Regions from separate parts of the Pan paniscus genome. Here region 2 is linked to region 1. A link is a contact called in public Hi-C data. All regions are on one chromosome and are shown on one strand. The core of a region is the stretch at or near the end of the contact, and the rest is flanking DNA. Distances in the headings are between cores, read along the strand shown.

The links. A called contact is a pair of places that touch in the nucleus more often than the background predicts.
Region 2: a Hi-C map of fibroblasts shows a contact between it and region 1, with 6 times the contacts expected there. The contact joins the promoter of KCNE5 here to the promoter of GUCY2F in region 1. A contact is called at or near these places in 2 of 3 Hi-C or Micro-C datasets (fibroblasts and induced pluripotent stem cells).

The regions. Positions count from the first base shown.
Region 1 is chrX:108,970,280-108,977,609 of NHGRI_mPanPan1-v2.0_pri, forward strand. It overlaps GUCY2F (guanylate cyclase 2F, retinal), which reads right to left and starts at 3,339. Exons shown (of 20, transcript XM_003822021.5): 1 at 3,119-3,339.
Region 2 is chrX:109,111,452-109,118,781 of NHGRI_mPanPan1-v2.0_pri, forward strand. KCNE5 (potassium voltage-gated channel subfamily E regulatory subunit 5) reads right to left here and starts at 4,520. Exons shown (of 1, transcript XM_003822025.6): 1 at 2,581-4,520. The coding sequence starts at 3,901. The coding sequence ends at 3,473. ACSL4 (acyl-CoA synthetase long chain family member 4) reads right to left here. Exons shown (of 16, transcript XR_010111199.1): 16 at 2,581-3,202.

The DNA.
Region 1 (7,330 bases), core at 2,089-4,588:
GAAGTAGGTGTTATTATCATCACTATTTACAGATGATGAAACTGAGGCTCAGAAAGGGTAAGTAACTTGTCTAAGGGCAAACCACGGTAGAATGGAGATTTGCACCCCAGTTGATTGAGCCCTGTACTAGATAGAAGTTCTGCAGATAGCCCCTCATCTATGAAGTCAATGAGACTACCATTATTATACCTGCTATATTACTCAAACTGAGTTCGAATCATTCATTTGCAGTTTAAAGAAGTTCCCCAGTCACCCATGAAAGAATAAATTAGGTAGAGTTGGGGAGGGGCAGAGTAAATTGGGAGGAGCCACCAAGAAATTCATTATCCAACCAGAAGTAATTTGCTACTAGTGTTCAAGCCTAGCCCTGGGACTGCCCACTGACTCCTCACTCAGGGCACAGTGCTGCACAGCTGGGGGTGGGGAGCACCAGTTCCACTGTATTCTATGTAAAGCTAATCCTAATCTTTGAGAATGGAAATCTTGAGGGTACACCCTTCAGCATATTAGCCCCAATTTTCAACTTCCTCATCTGCAAAGTGGGGGTAAATTTAATTTAATCATTTTGAGATAAAGAAGTAAATAAGTTAGAATACTAAGTGCACAGTTGTCTTTCAATAAACACTGGTTCTTCCTCCCTATTTGGAAAGAGGACTGCACTGGGAATCAGAAGGCCAGGGTCCTGGACCCAATTCTGCACCGACTCACCACGTGACCCGAACAGATTGTTGCCTACTCTAGGTCTCTCCTTTTTCCCCTTTAGCTGGACTAGCAGATCAGCAAGTCCCTTTATTCTCTGACCTCCATCCATCCTGGGATTCTGTACTTTGTCTAGGAAGTTACTTTTCTAAACCTCTGCACTTTGAAACTGCTGAGTTCATTCAACATTTTCTAGCCTTTGCTGCTCTAATTAGCTTCTCACTGGAGTTGGATTCCCCCAAAGTACTTGCTTCTATCTGGTAGATCCAGTTCCTGATCATTTTTAATTTTGGCCTGGAATCCTCTGTCAAGCATCTGTGATGTGAAGACCCCACTCCCCGACAATGCTGGAGTTATGCTACACTGAAAACCTGGGCTCCTAAAATCACTGGTTATCTTATTATCATTAATAACAAACACACGTTGAGAAGTTGGTCTGTGCTAAGACTAACTACAAAAAAAAAAAAAAAAAATGGGAGAGTATAAGGGCCTGGCCAAGAAATCTAAACAAGAAAAGCAAGCATGTACCTCAGGAGGGAGAAAACCAAGTTAGTAAGTTCCCTGCTTGCTTTTGCTTAACATTAAATCTCCAGTGCCCTTCGCAGTGCCTGACACATAGTAGGTGCGCAAAAAATATATGTTGAATTAATACTGAAGAGGAGATATGGAGCACAAATAAAATGTTTTGTATTACCATGTTATTTAAAATGCTCTATTTTAGGCCTTAATCAAGACCCACCTTTGGCAAAATTATCAAGGGGTAAAGTTTGTCTTCAGACTTCTAGCACAGCTCTCTCTGCCTTCTCGTTAATGGAGAGAAAACAACTCTAAAGAAAGAAACTCTTTAAATGATTTGCACTAATATGTAAATGAATGATAATATTTGACACTTTCCTGTATTCCTCCCCAGCCAGTGGTGTTTGTTCTCTCTTAAGGGCTGGGGAGAAGTTTATGCCAAAATAATTAATCTCTAATAATATAATGTCTATTTCAAGCATCAGTTGCAGGTAGGCAAAGGAGGATGGACTACTTTTTGAGCAAAAAAATGAAGAAACTTTTGGTGCCCCTCAGATCAAAGTGATTAACTGTCCATTCTAGGTGTAAGGCTGGCATTTTTGTGTTATAATCCAGGTAACTCCTAAGCACAATGCCCACCCCAAATTCTAAAAAGTTAGAATTTTTATACCATTTCTAAAATTCATACAACACGGGTCCCTCCTCAGGCCACATGCCACAAAGTGCCCCTTGGCATTCACTCTCAGTTTTTGTTGCTCTTTTCCCTTTGTTAACTGCAAGATAAACATTTCCCAAGCTGAAGTTCTGCCCTTACATTTTTTCTGGTACCGATGTGATGCATTTGGTGATATTTCTAACTCTGTTAGGACTCCCTGGACAACCAGAAAGTTTTATGTTGCTGTAGGATTTAGTCTTGATCCCCCAACTCAAGATTTTACAGAAGGAAACTTATTCTTTAAAAAAGAAAAAAGAAAAAAAGAAGGGAAGGAAGGAAGGAAGGGAGGAAGAGAGAAGGAAGGAAAAGAGGAAGGGGGAGGAAGGGAGAGGGAAGGAGGGAAGAAGAGAAAGAAGGAAGGAAAGAAGGGGAGGGAGGAATGAAGGGAGAGAAGAAGGAAGGAAGGAAAGAAGGAAGGAAGGAAGGAAGGAAGGGAGGGAGGGAAAGAAAGGGGCAAGATAGGGGGAGGATGCCCTAAACCTCCACCTGCTGATTTTGGTTTAAGGAAAAAAATTAGCTCACTAAAGTCTTTCCTGGGGTTAATGGGAAATGTGGATATAACTAAAACAAAGTTTGAAGGTTTGAAATTTTGGAAATAGAATACTACTGGCCCACAGTTGTTCTGGGGCCATTGCCTAGGTTACTCAGGTGTGAACACCTGCATGGGATCAGACTTCCATGGAAAGTGGCTAGACCATAGGGATGCATAATTTCATTTCAGGTAGTTTTTACAATCTGATGGGAAGCCTGGCTTCACACAGAAAACCACTATTCGTTAAACATGTACAAAGAAAGACTATGACAAATAGCTCTGAGGGAAATGGCTCCTCATACCAGCTTGTCAAGCCGAGGACTTCTATGAAAGATTGATTCGTCTTTCTAATTACAGCCTGAATCAAGTTAACAGCTTGTATAAGACAACATCAGGAAGAAATAAAAAAAGAATCATGAGAGAAACTAAACGAAAGCTTGGATGAGCCTTTGAGCTCAAATCTTGACTTAAAGTATCTCGAAGGCTCTCTTTAACCCTTCTTTCCTTCTTTCCTTCATTCTTTAAATTTTTCTTTTTTTACTACATATTGCAGTAAAACTAATGTATCTCAATCAGCGTCTCAGCTCCCAGGTGGGCTGTGTCTTTTTTCCCCCCATTACAATCTTTCTTATAAACAAGAGCTGTCAACTACTCACCAAGTAATTCACCGCTCAAATGTCTTCAGTTTACTGCCTGCGCATGCAGACCACTGGCATAGCTACCTCAGTGTGTCCATTTCTTTGCATCCTCTATGCATTCACAATCCTGTCAAGGACTCCAGTCTGTTGACAAATTCCATTAATGGGGTAAATAATTGAAAGCGTTAGTAAATGTTTTGAAAATCACTCTTCAGCATCCGCAGACCAAGACTTGGATTAGGATTTAGAGTGACACTTCTAATCCTTTAAATTGATCCCACCTGTAGCAGAGTTAGTGCTGACCTAAATGCAATGACCCAGAGATTAACAAACAAATAGAGTCCTCTGGATAAATACGTCCTCCACAGACTACTGCCTTCTTTTACCTTTCAAAGTCAGACACAAACTCTCAGATTTTGCCTCTGTGTTCTTCCTTGTTCCATTCTGTCTAATAACCACCAATCGCCCTTTCTCCAGGACAGTTCTAAATGCCAAAACATTCATCAGCTGTGATTCCAGCCCAGAATATAAAAGGTGATCCAGGCTGGCTCCCTGCAAAATTCAAAGCAGGTGAATTTTGTCTCCTTCTCCTATTCCCCTTAAGTGCCTTCACTGCCTTTCCTCCCAAGAGAGACTCCCTACTTCCCTCTACACCTTTGTACAGAGACATTGTTTCCCCATACTTTAGATGTATTCCTTTTCCTTAAGAAGTCCCTCTCTGTCCTGGGCATCATTCACTCAGGGCCCCGTTCTGGATTCCCAACGTGAGAACTGAGGTGTTAAGGGCTAAAAATGACTTATATTAAATGAGAAATGTTTTTTAATAATAGTTTTATTGAGATATAATTTATCTACCACAAAAGTATATAATTTAGGGTTTTTTTAAAGTATATTCACAAGCTTGTGCAACATTTTCATTATTCCCACAAAGAAATTCCATTCTTGTTTAAAAGTCACTCCCCATTTCTCTCCTCCTCCTAGCCCCAGGCCACCACTAATTTACTTTCTCTATGGATTTTCCTATTCTGAACATTTCATATAAATGGAATCATACAACATGTGATCTTTTGCAAGTGGCTTCTTTCATTTAGCACACCGTTTTCAAGGTTCATGCATGTTCTAGCCTGTATCAGTACTTCATTTCTTTTGTGGCCAAATAATATTCCACTTTTTTGGATATACCACATTATCAGTTGATGGAAATTTAGGTTGTTTCCACCTTGGGCTATTATGAATACTGCTTTTATTACTTTTGTGTAAAAGTTTTTATATGGACATATTGTTTTTATTTCTCTTCGGCATATACCCAGGGAATTGCTGGGTCATATAATAACTCTATGTTTAATATTTTTTGAATTGACAAACTGTTTTCCAAAGTATATGCACCATTTGGCATTCCCACCAGCAACATATGAGGGTTCTTTTTTGCCTACATTCTTACCAACACTTGTTACTATCTATCAGTTTTTTATTTAAGTATGACAGGCATTTTATATGTACATTATACTTATATGTACATCTTTATATTCACAACAACCATGAAGGTGGATATTACCCATTCTTTCCATTTTGTAAATGAGGATGCCAAGACTGAGATAAATTAGGCAATAATCATACTTACTGAGTGCCAATGATGTGACAGGCATTTTTGGAAGCCCTGTCTCCTTAGATCTTCACAGTGACCCCACGAGATAGATACTATTTGAATTCCCAGACATCCAGAGATGTTACAGTAACTTACCAAAAATCACACAGCCACTGGTCAGTAGAGACAGAATTTGAACTCAGACACTCTAATTCTAGTAAGTAATAGAGCCAGAAAATTTAAACGCAAGACTATTTGGCTCCAAGAAAGCTCACATTTATCCTTGATATATTCCACTAATGCACCCTTGTGCTATCCCTCCAAAGACTGCTTGCACTCTAATAGAGTCTCCAGAAACACACCGTGACTACCCAAAGGAAACAATCCCTAATTGTAGAATTTCAGGTGACCTGATGGAAATACTGGTGCAAGTGAGGGCCCCAGTTAGCATTCTCTATGTAGTGCTGCATGGTGCCATGAGCAACCCCAGTATGGATTTTATGAGAAGGTTCTGATGAGGACTAGGATGTTCAAGGGACCATCATTCAAGGAATGTTCCAAAATCCTGAATAGACATAAGATTCTAAATTTATAGGTAGAAGTAGCTGGGAATTAGCACATAAATAAAATTTCTAAAGTGAATTTGCTTCTTTTGATTAAGAGTTCCACAAACACTTGTTGCTCTACAGACTTTACATATACTAGCTCAATGGATCATCACAACTGTCCTATGGGGTAGGTATTATTATCATCCACATTTTATAGACGAAAAACTGAGGCACAAAGAGATTAAGTAATTTGCCCAAGCGCATACAGCTAGTTTCTGGTGGAGCCATCTGTGAAAATAAGTAGTCTAGCTTTAGAGTCAGGGCTCTTAACCACTGCCTCTTAATCACAGTATGGGGGTCATTGGATTTATCCATACACTCAAGAATTCCCATTAGATCTCTAAGTTTTAGTTATAGTATAATTAAAGATGATTTTAGAACAGAAATCTAAAACCATTTGGGGTCCTCATGAATCTAAAATTATACAGATACTTCAAATCCATTCACGAGTACAAACTTAAGAATTATTCCTATACACCTTTTAGAACTGCTATGTCAGAAACATCAGCACACTGTATGATTAAGTATTGACCTTAGTGTTCTCATGGACTTACAACACCAGAATGTTCATGGATTCTACTACATGTTGTTGGAACTCGTATCAGTTCCTGTCTATGTTTCCAATATCAAAGCCTAACAATTTACAAAATTTCATCTTCTCTGTATGATCTTTACTCCCTAAGGTGCCATGGAATGAAAGAATCCAAAATAGCACCCTCTCCCTCCACAAAACTGTGAAGCCAGTCACATCGATTGAGCTTTCCTCTTAACATTAGTTGCAAAGAAAAAAAGTAGCCCTTTTACATTTTATATATACATATATTACTACTAAACACTACAGGGAACTCCTAATTACATACATCATGGGAAATGGCCTTACATAATATTAGCCTAGGATCCTTGCATTCCTTTGGAGACTAAGATGCAGGGCTGGGGCATGAGGTATAAAAATGATTCAGAATGGTGTGCTTCTAGTTAATCATCCAGAATAAGGCTTGGGCAAGTAGCTCCTTGTCCTGGGGGAAGTGAGAACCTGGGGAACAAGGGAGGTGATGGACAAAGATAAATTAGAATGAGAGAGGAAAACTACAAGAAAGGATGTTAGGCAAACTTACACATTTTGCTTCATTCCAGTGAGGGCTCTGAACTGTGATTCTCGACCTTCCTTTAGATTTTTCACCTAACCCTACCTGACAGAAAGTTATTTTTCTGATTCAGTAGTAATAACAAAATTCTCTGTCTGCTTATAGTACTAAACAAATACTTATAGTACTCAACAAGACATATATTGTTTCATAAAAGTAGAATAGCTTTGGGCAACAGGCAAAATGATAATTTCCAATTTTTGAGCATCTCCTTTCAACTGGCACTGTTAGCCTTACTTCATTTATTTCTCACAGCATCCCTAAGAGGTAGGGAAAATTCTTATTCTCACTTTAGAGATAGAGAAAAAAAAATAAAGTACAGGAAGTTTATGTGCTTTGGCCAAAGTCACACAGCTGATACATGGTGGAGCCATGATGCAAATTCAGGTAGCATAGTTCCAGGGCCTGACGCTGAATAACTTTGCTATACTGCTTCAGGATGCAAAGAAGTTATTGAAGTGTATTACGCTGTATATTTACAGTATACGTTATTTTGTTTACATATATGTGTGTGTATTTATGGCATTATAAATGAGTTTGCTTTTCTTCAGTTTTGAGTGGAGAAGTGACCCAGCTTTCTGCCACATTCAGCCCAGAAAACGTGACCCGAATAAACCTCAGTGCTGCCCTCTAGTAGTCCGCTCCCACACTGAAAGTAAAGCCAAGGTTGTAATGACACCACGCGGCCGCAAGATGTCAATATTTTAACATTATTATCAAACTCCTCTAAGATCAATTTTTTTAGAAATTAATACGGGTTGCCTGATTGTTGTAAAACTATGTTAGAAAATTCAGAACAGTAAAAAACAGAAAAAAATTTTTGCTTTTATTGAATCCTGTATTTTTCCAAAGTTATACTCAAACCAGGTATACAATTTTGTAAACTTATTTT
Region 2 (7,330 bases), core at 3,270-5,769, 140 kb after region 1:
AATTGTGTCTGTAATAGAAGAAAAGCTTTCATTTCTTTTCGCACTGTCGATAAGTAATTCCAGACATTGAAACTCAAAACATCCCCTAGTTCCTCTGCAGAAAGCCTCAAGTTACAAGTCGGGAAGCAAAGGTCTTTTGCTTCTTTATTATTTTGGAGTGAAGATCTGAACCTGAGTTGAAACAGGATCTGGTTATGCAGAGAGGAGAAATAGACTGCTTGGTGGAGTGAAAAAAAGAATCATTCTATTAGAATGTTTAACATCTTTAAAATCACATTAAGGACAAAGCTAACATTTTTCCAACTTGTATAGTCAGCTATTGCTATTCAGGGATACATTATCAAAACTGGGGGTTGGCCAAGCACCTAGTTTTTCTTTCTTCTCCCTATGTTTTGCTGACCACAATATGATCACTTCAATGCTGTTAACACCTCCACTGTCTGGTAAAAGTTGAGTGTCCAGACTTCTGAAAAACTTCATTATCTGGGAGACAGTTGAAAGTCTGAGAGTATTTGAAAAAACCATTAGAAAGTAAATTAAATCACTCTTCCCAGCCCACCTCACTTTTCTGACCAGGAGGGTTCTATAGCTACTCTTGCTACATGTTCTTCATGGGTACCCTAAGTCATCATAAAAAGGTTAAAATGTTTTTAAAAGCAGGAACATTTTCCATGGGATTTGTTTTCCACAGCTGGCACATTAATGTGTATTATGAGCACTGTCCTAACTGCTCCCAGCTTCTTTTATTGTTGGCAATATATTCTTTTAAATGTCTATGGGAAAATGGTACAAATGTGTTTACAAAATTTCAACACCTGAAGCAGTGATTATGCTTCATTATCAAAATAACCTTGAGGCCGGGCGTGGTGGCTCACGCCTGTAATCCCAACATTTTGGGAGGCCAAGGTGGGCAGATCACTTGAGGTCAGGAGTTTGAGACCAGCCTGGCCAACATGATGAATCCCCGTCTCTACTAAAAAAAAAAAATTAGCCAGCGTGGTGGCGCAGGCTTTAGCCCTGCTACTCGGGAGGCTGAGGCAAGAGGATCACTTGAACCTGGGAGGCAGAGGTTGCAGTGAGCCAAGATCACGACACTGCACTCCAGCCTGGGTGACAGAGCAAGACTCCGTCTCAATTTAAAAAATTAATAATAATCATCTTGAGTCCCCATTATGCCAGATAAATGAGTGACATTGTTTTACTTAGAATACAGGACTGAAGACCGCCCCGTCACATGTCCTCAGCATTGCTGTATATTGTGCCCTTCCTCCACATCCTCCCCAGGCCTCCCTGCCTGGCTGAAATGGCTCACACAGCTTCCCTTCTCTTTCTGTCATCGTCTTGGACTGCTGCCCAATCCCTGGCCCTCACCTTCAGGGGTGACCTTATGGCTGGAACGAGGACTGGAGAAGAGCCAATGGGGCAAGGCCAGTATAGCTTCAAGGAGTGAATCCTGGAAATAAAAGTAAGTTCACTTAACTTATTAACAGTTCCAATAAAATGCTAGATGGGCTGGAAGGTAAGACCCAATGCCTTGAATGAGGTTTGTGTGTTATCAATGCATTTAAGTGACTGGTAATATATTTGTCCTGCTATCATTATCAGAGAACCCAGCTATATTTAAGCAAATTGGCTTACTTCTAAGAGGTGATTTTATGTGTGGTTGATGAAGCCCAAACAGCCATCATCAGATATAAGCATTTCAGCTGTAAGCAGGGAAGTTTCTGACAACCTTCTTGAGACAAGGAGAATAAATCAATACAACACACACCTCTAACTTTACCCATCATTGGTTAAGATTGCTCAGTTCAAGAATTTTCTCTTTGACTTCAGATTTACACTATTTGGTGGCTTCCTTGTCTTTTAATAAGCCACTTCAAAAAAGTTATTGGCTAGGTGCAGTGGCTCACGCCTGTAATCCCAGCACTTTGGGAGGCCGAGACAGGCGGATCACTTGAGGTCAGGAATTTGAGACCCTCCTGGCCAACATGGTGAAACCCCCCGTCTCTACTAAAAATACAAAAATTAACTGGGCATGATGGGTCACATCTGTAATCCCAGCTACTCAGGAGGCTACTTGGGAGGCTGAGGCAGGAGAATCGCTTGAACCCAGGAGGCAGAGGCTTCAGTAAGCCTTGATTGCGCCACTGTACTCCAGCCTGGGTGACACAGCGAGACTCTGTCTCAAAAAAAGTAAAATAAAAACAATTATTAAGGTGGCTTCTAAAAATTAGGTTTGATAATAGCTAAAAGGGATGGGCCTTAAAGGTTTTTTAAAGTGCATCCTGAAAGACTGCATTGTGATCTTTGAAAGTGCTTCAGAAATAAGAAAAAAGGAGGGATAAGTAATAAAGTAGGTATAACTTTTGAAACACTTGAAAAAACAACCCATTTAGCCATATAAACATTTTCTTCACCCATAATCACACATATCAAATTGGAACTGGTTATATAGATATAAATATCACAACCACCCAACCCCCAAATCCAAACATCATTTCCAAAAGCAAAAGAAAAAGGATTCCTTCTCCATATGGTACTGGGTCTTAAGGCTGGAATCTGTGAGAGAAGAGTCTTGCGTTATTGTTTAAACAACCTTTATTACCTGCCTCTGACATTCCCCAGGGTTACAGAGCAGGGGGCATCTGAGCCTCAAGTTCCACGGATGAAGCAGACACTGCAATAACAACTGAATCAATAGAGGAGAGGCATTTGGAAGTACTGGGGTGATACACCCAGTAATGGTAATCCTCAGCAGAAGATGGCATAGCTACCAAAAATCAGGCGTTACCACTGGGATGAAAACTGGGGAGGCAAGAAAACCATACAGTTGGAGTCATAGATCATTTCCCTCCCCGTTGAGCACTCCTCCCCCTTCCGTCCCCCATTAAGTTCATTCTATCCCACAGACTGGTCCTAGTGTCCTGCTAGCTCCCTGCTGAAAGAGAGAGGGAGGGAAAAGATGTCTGAGGTCTCTTCATTTCCTTTGTCTCTGTCCCTAAGGCAACTGGAAGCTGGAGCTGCTGCAGTCGGCCTGGCAAGCCCGTTGGCTCTGCAGAGTGAGCAGTCCCTGGCAGCCCCTGGAGCAGCTGCCAGTTAGACGGCCCAGAGTTCTGATAGAATGCATTGCTTCAGTTCAGTGCCAAGTGTTGGACGTGTTGGATTCAGTTCCCAGAGGGCTGGAGCGTGCTGTCAGGGCTGTCTGAAGACAAGAGAGCAGAGGCAGTTTAGTGCAGTTGGATGTGCGGGGTAGGGGTGGAGGCGCAGGGGTGAAGAGGGAGAAACTGGCCCGAATGGGTAAGGTGGTGCTTCTCCTTCCAGGGCCTTCCAGACAAGGTCTCCTGGCCTCTCACCATTATCTGGGCCTCAGATGAGGCGAACCCTGGAAGGGAGTTGGGGGTGGAAGGTGGGAGGCGCGCCCAGGGATGAGCGAGATGAGGAGGGCGCGAACCAGCAACCTGGGGCTGTGGTTTTAGACCCGCTCAGCGCCCTGGGCGAGGGCAGGCAGCCCCCCGGAGGCAAGCTGGCGGCGGCCCTCGGCCTGGGAGCCCGCGGCAGCCTCGGCGTCGGCGGTCAGGGCGCCTCCCGGGGCCCATTCGTGCTCGGCGCAAGCCTGGGACGGCTCGTCCTTGGCCTCGACGAGCTTACGGGAGCGGGTGTAGGCCAGGATGAGGCCTCCGGCCAAGCAGGCGTAGAAGATCATGATGAGCAGGATGTAGAGATAGGCGTCGTCGCCCTTGGCGCTGGTCACCTCGCGGCCCACGAAAGGGTCAGGCACGACCCCCATGCCCATGCTGGGACCAGGGCCAGCGCCCAAGCCGCTGGCATTACCCCGGTGGTGCAGCTCGAGCAACAGGCGGCTCAGAAGGGTTCGCAGCCGCTGGCTCTCGCTGCAGTTCATGGCTTTCGGGGAGTGACACGGCGGCTCCAGGACGCTGCTGACCTTTCCCCCTGGGCGAGGGGAAGCGAGCTAGCGAGCGGGCCGGCCGGCGGGCAGGGCTCAGCAGCGGAAACAGCGGTGGCACCCAGCTCTCCGGCGAGCGCGCAGTGGCTGGGGGCGCCGACCGCGGGGCCTCCTTATTCCCTCACTCCCGCCCCTCCTCCCCTTCCCCACCACGCCCCCTCCGGCCCGCGGCCGCCTCTTCCCAGGCTCTGGCTGTCTCGCTGCTCCAGGGAAAGGGGACAGCTGGTGGGGGGAGGAGAAGGGGACAAGAGTGGGGGCGAGGCTGGGAGACGGGCGGAGGGGGCGGGGGCTCGGAATGCGCGAGGCCCCAGGCAGCAGACGCTGGCAGGGCAGCTTGCTGGGGCCAAGCCTGGACCCTGGGCTGCGGAAGAGAATTCCTTCCAAGTTCTGGCCACCTGCCCTGCAGGCCAGGCTTTGGCCCAGATACAGCATTTGGCACCCTAAGGCAGCTCTGCCTTGGGGCGCTCAAGGGAGAGGGCAGACGCCTTTCCGCAGCAGAGACCCCTTGTCCACATTTTATGGAAGTTACTCCCATATACAGGGACCCAGGCCTATCTTTCTAGTCCTCATTCCTTTCCTTTTCCCCCCGCCCCCCTTTTCACCCCCCTCCCACCTTGTCGGAGGAGAGCATCTTATTCAGAAGATGCTCAGGCTGAATTTGGTGACTGAGTGCTCAGGCACCTGCTAGAAGGCCAAGGCAGAGTAGAACTCCCTGGTTATCCAAAATGGTTTCTGGTGATATAAGTGATATTACACCTTCTTGGAAGCACCCCTGCTCTGATGTCCTATGACACTTTTTGAAAAGTCAACACATCTTAGCACATGAATGTACTATTCATAATGGGAGCCTGTTTCCCATGGGTAAGCCATCTTCCCAGAAGTGAAACCAAGTTCTTCCAATAAGAGTAGCATGCACATTTTAAAAGGCCCTTTGACTACACTCTGTGGATATCTCGGGATCTGAAAAGTGCCAGTTCTAGAGAATATGCTCACCCTACTCCCAGTTAGGCCAGCAAACAGCTGTGTGCCTCTCTAGACTTGGTAACAGGTCTAGGCCCTAATGGCTTTTAGGGCAGCCATTTTTTTCTCAAAGGCTGTCTTTTTTTAGGGGAAAACAAGGCACCAAGACAAAGATCAGGCCAGATATGTTAAATTGGAAACAGACTGAGCTTCACAAAGGAAAAGGGTTGGTTTGTAGATGGTGGGGTAGAAAAAATGAGGTAGTGCTGGCTAGGTCTGGTTGTCCATAGTTGCCAAATGAGAGCAGAAAGCAAGAAAAGTGTATGACCTTAGGCACACCTTGAAAATAATGCTGCCTGTTCAAGACCGTTCAGTCCAGGGACCATTCAATCTATAGGTGCCATGGGTTAAAAAAGGAAGGTTTTCCGATGCCTCTTCCCCAACCGTTCTTCAGCCCACCATCCACCCAGGGGCTGTAGCCTTCTGTGTGTTCAGGTGAGGTTGGCACCAAACTGTATCCAGGGTCTCAAACAGAGCCTTGCTTCACAGCCTCTAAACAGGCCTCAGAGACATTCCACATGACCCTGACACTGGCTCCCTTCTAATCACCTTGCCTCAATATTCTCACCTCAGAGGGGCTCAGGAAAGAATTGTTAAAGCAACTTGGCAGGATGAATGCCAGAGGACACAGCCAGAGAATTTTCAAAGCACTGCTAACCTAGTGATATGACTGTTGAGCTAAAAAGACTTCTCTTATCTGTTAAAACAGGAGTCCCCAACCTCCCAGGCTGCTGGACCTTGGCCTGTTAGGAACCAGCCGCACAGAAAGAGGTGAGCAGAGGGCAAGTGAGCATTATCGCCTGAGCTGCACCTCCTGTCAGATCAGCAGTGGCATTAGAGTCTCAGAGGAGCTCAAACCGTATTGTGAACTGCGCATGCCATGGATCTACAATTGCATGCTCTTTATGAGAATCTAATGCCTGATGATCTGAAGTGAAACAGTTTCATCCTGAAACTATCCACCCCTCCCCAGTGTCCATGAAAAAAATTGTCTTCCACAAAACCAGTCTCTGGTGCCAAAAAGGTTGAGGACTGCTGTGTTAACATATACCTAGAAATAGCTAGGGTTTTTTTTTTTTTTTTTTTTTTTAGAGGAAAGGAGGAAGAAACCCCTTTACTGTAACATAAAAATAATCATTTAAACTTGTTTTCTAATTTCAACAGCCTTATGAGCTAATAGGATTCTCATTTTCCAAAGAGGAAACTGAGGTTCAGACTGGTTAAGTAGCAGGACTGGAATTATAAAGTTTGACCTTCTTCTTCTCAGTCCTCACACATTACTTGTGTCAAATGGGTGGTATTCATGAGCTACCTCCATTTTCCCACCTCTCCCTCCTCTTGAACCTTCTAGAGTCCAGTGCTTTCTGCCAAAACTACTTTCTATAAGTCAGTTCACCAGTGACCTCCCGGTCAAATTCAGGGGTCTCTGCTCCCTTTGCATCTTTGACCTCGAGGATGAATTTGAAACCATCAACCACCCACTCCTTCCTGTAACTGTCCTACCCTTGGCTCTTGTGGCATTGCATTCTCAAATTTCTCTTCTTATCTCTCTGACCCATCATTCTCTGCCTCCTTTGCTGGCTCCTCTTCTTTCCTCCTCCCATTAACTGTTGGAATCCCCAAAGACTCAGTCCTCAGCTATTCTCTCTCAACACCCATTTCCTTGAAGAGTGTCTCTTACATGGTTTCACCTACCACTTGGCATATATTTAGCCAAATTTGAATCTCTAGCTCTGATTCTTGGTAGCATGTCTCAGATCCCTCTGCTCCTTCCTTTCTGGTTTTATTGCCACAAGCTTAATCCATGTTCTCATTACCTCAGGTCAAATATGCAAACAGAGAATCTCCTGGCTTACAGCTGAATCTATCATGTTATGGTTAGAATAATTCTGCAACACCACTTCTATCAATTCAGCCCTATGTTCAGAAACCCAGGAGTTGTTATTCATTGATTCTTTAACAGAGTTTAGTCTTCTGTGGTGGAACTTAAGTTCTCACCACCAATAGACACCATCTTCTCCCCTTTGAATTTGAAAAACAGCATCTTCCTGGAGTTCCTCTGCAATACTCTGTGCATTTTGCCTTCCTCAAAATTCGTTGACTGAAAGAAGCCTTGCTCTATGCCCCTGTTTGTGCTTTCAGATTCTTCACAATGCACCCTTCTGAGCTTTACTTTGCAGCATTCAATGCAGAAATCTTGGAAAACACAAAAAAGCAACAAGGAAAATTTTGGAAATCTTGGAAAATACAAAAAAGCGACAAGAGAAAATAACGAAAAATTATCAATAGTGCATACTCATGACTCTCTCTCTCAAATCTCTCTCTCTTTCTCTCTCATGTTTCATG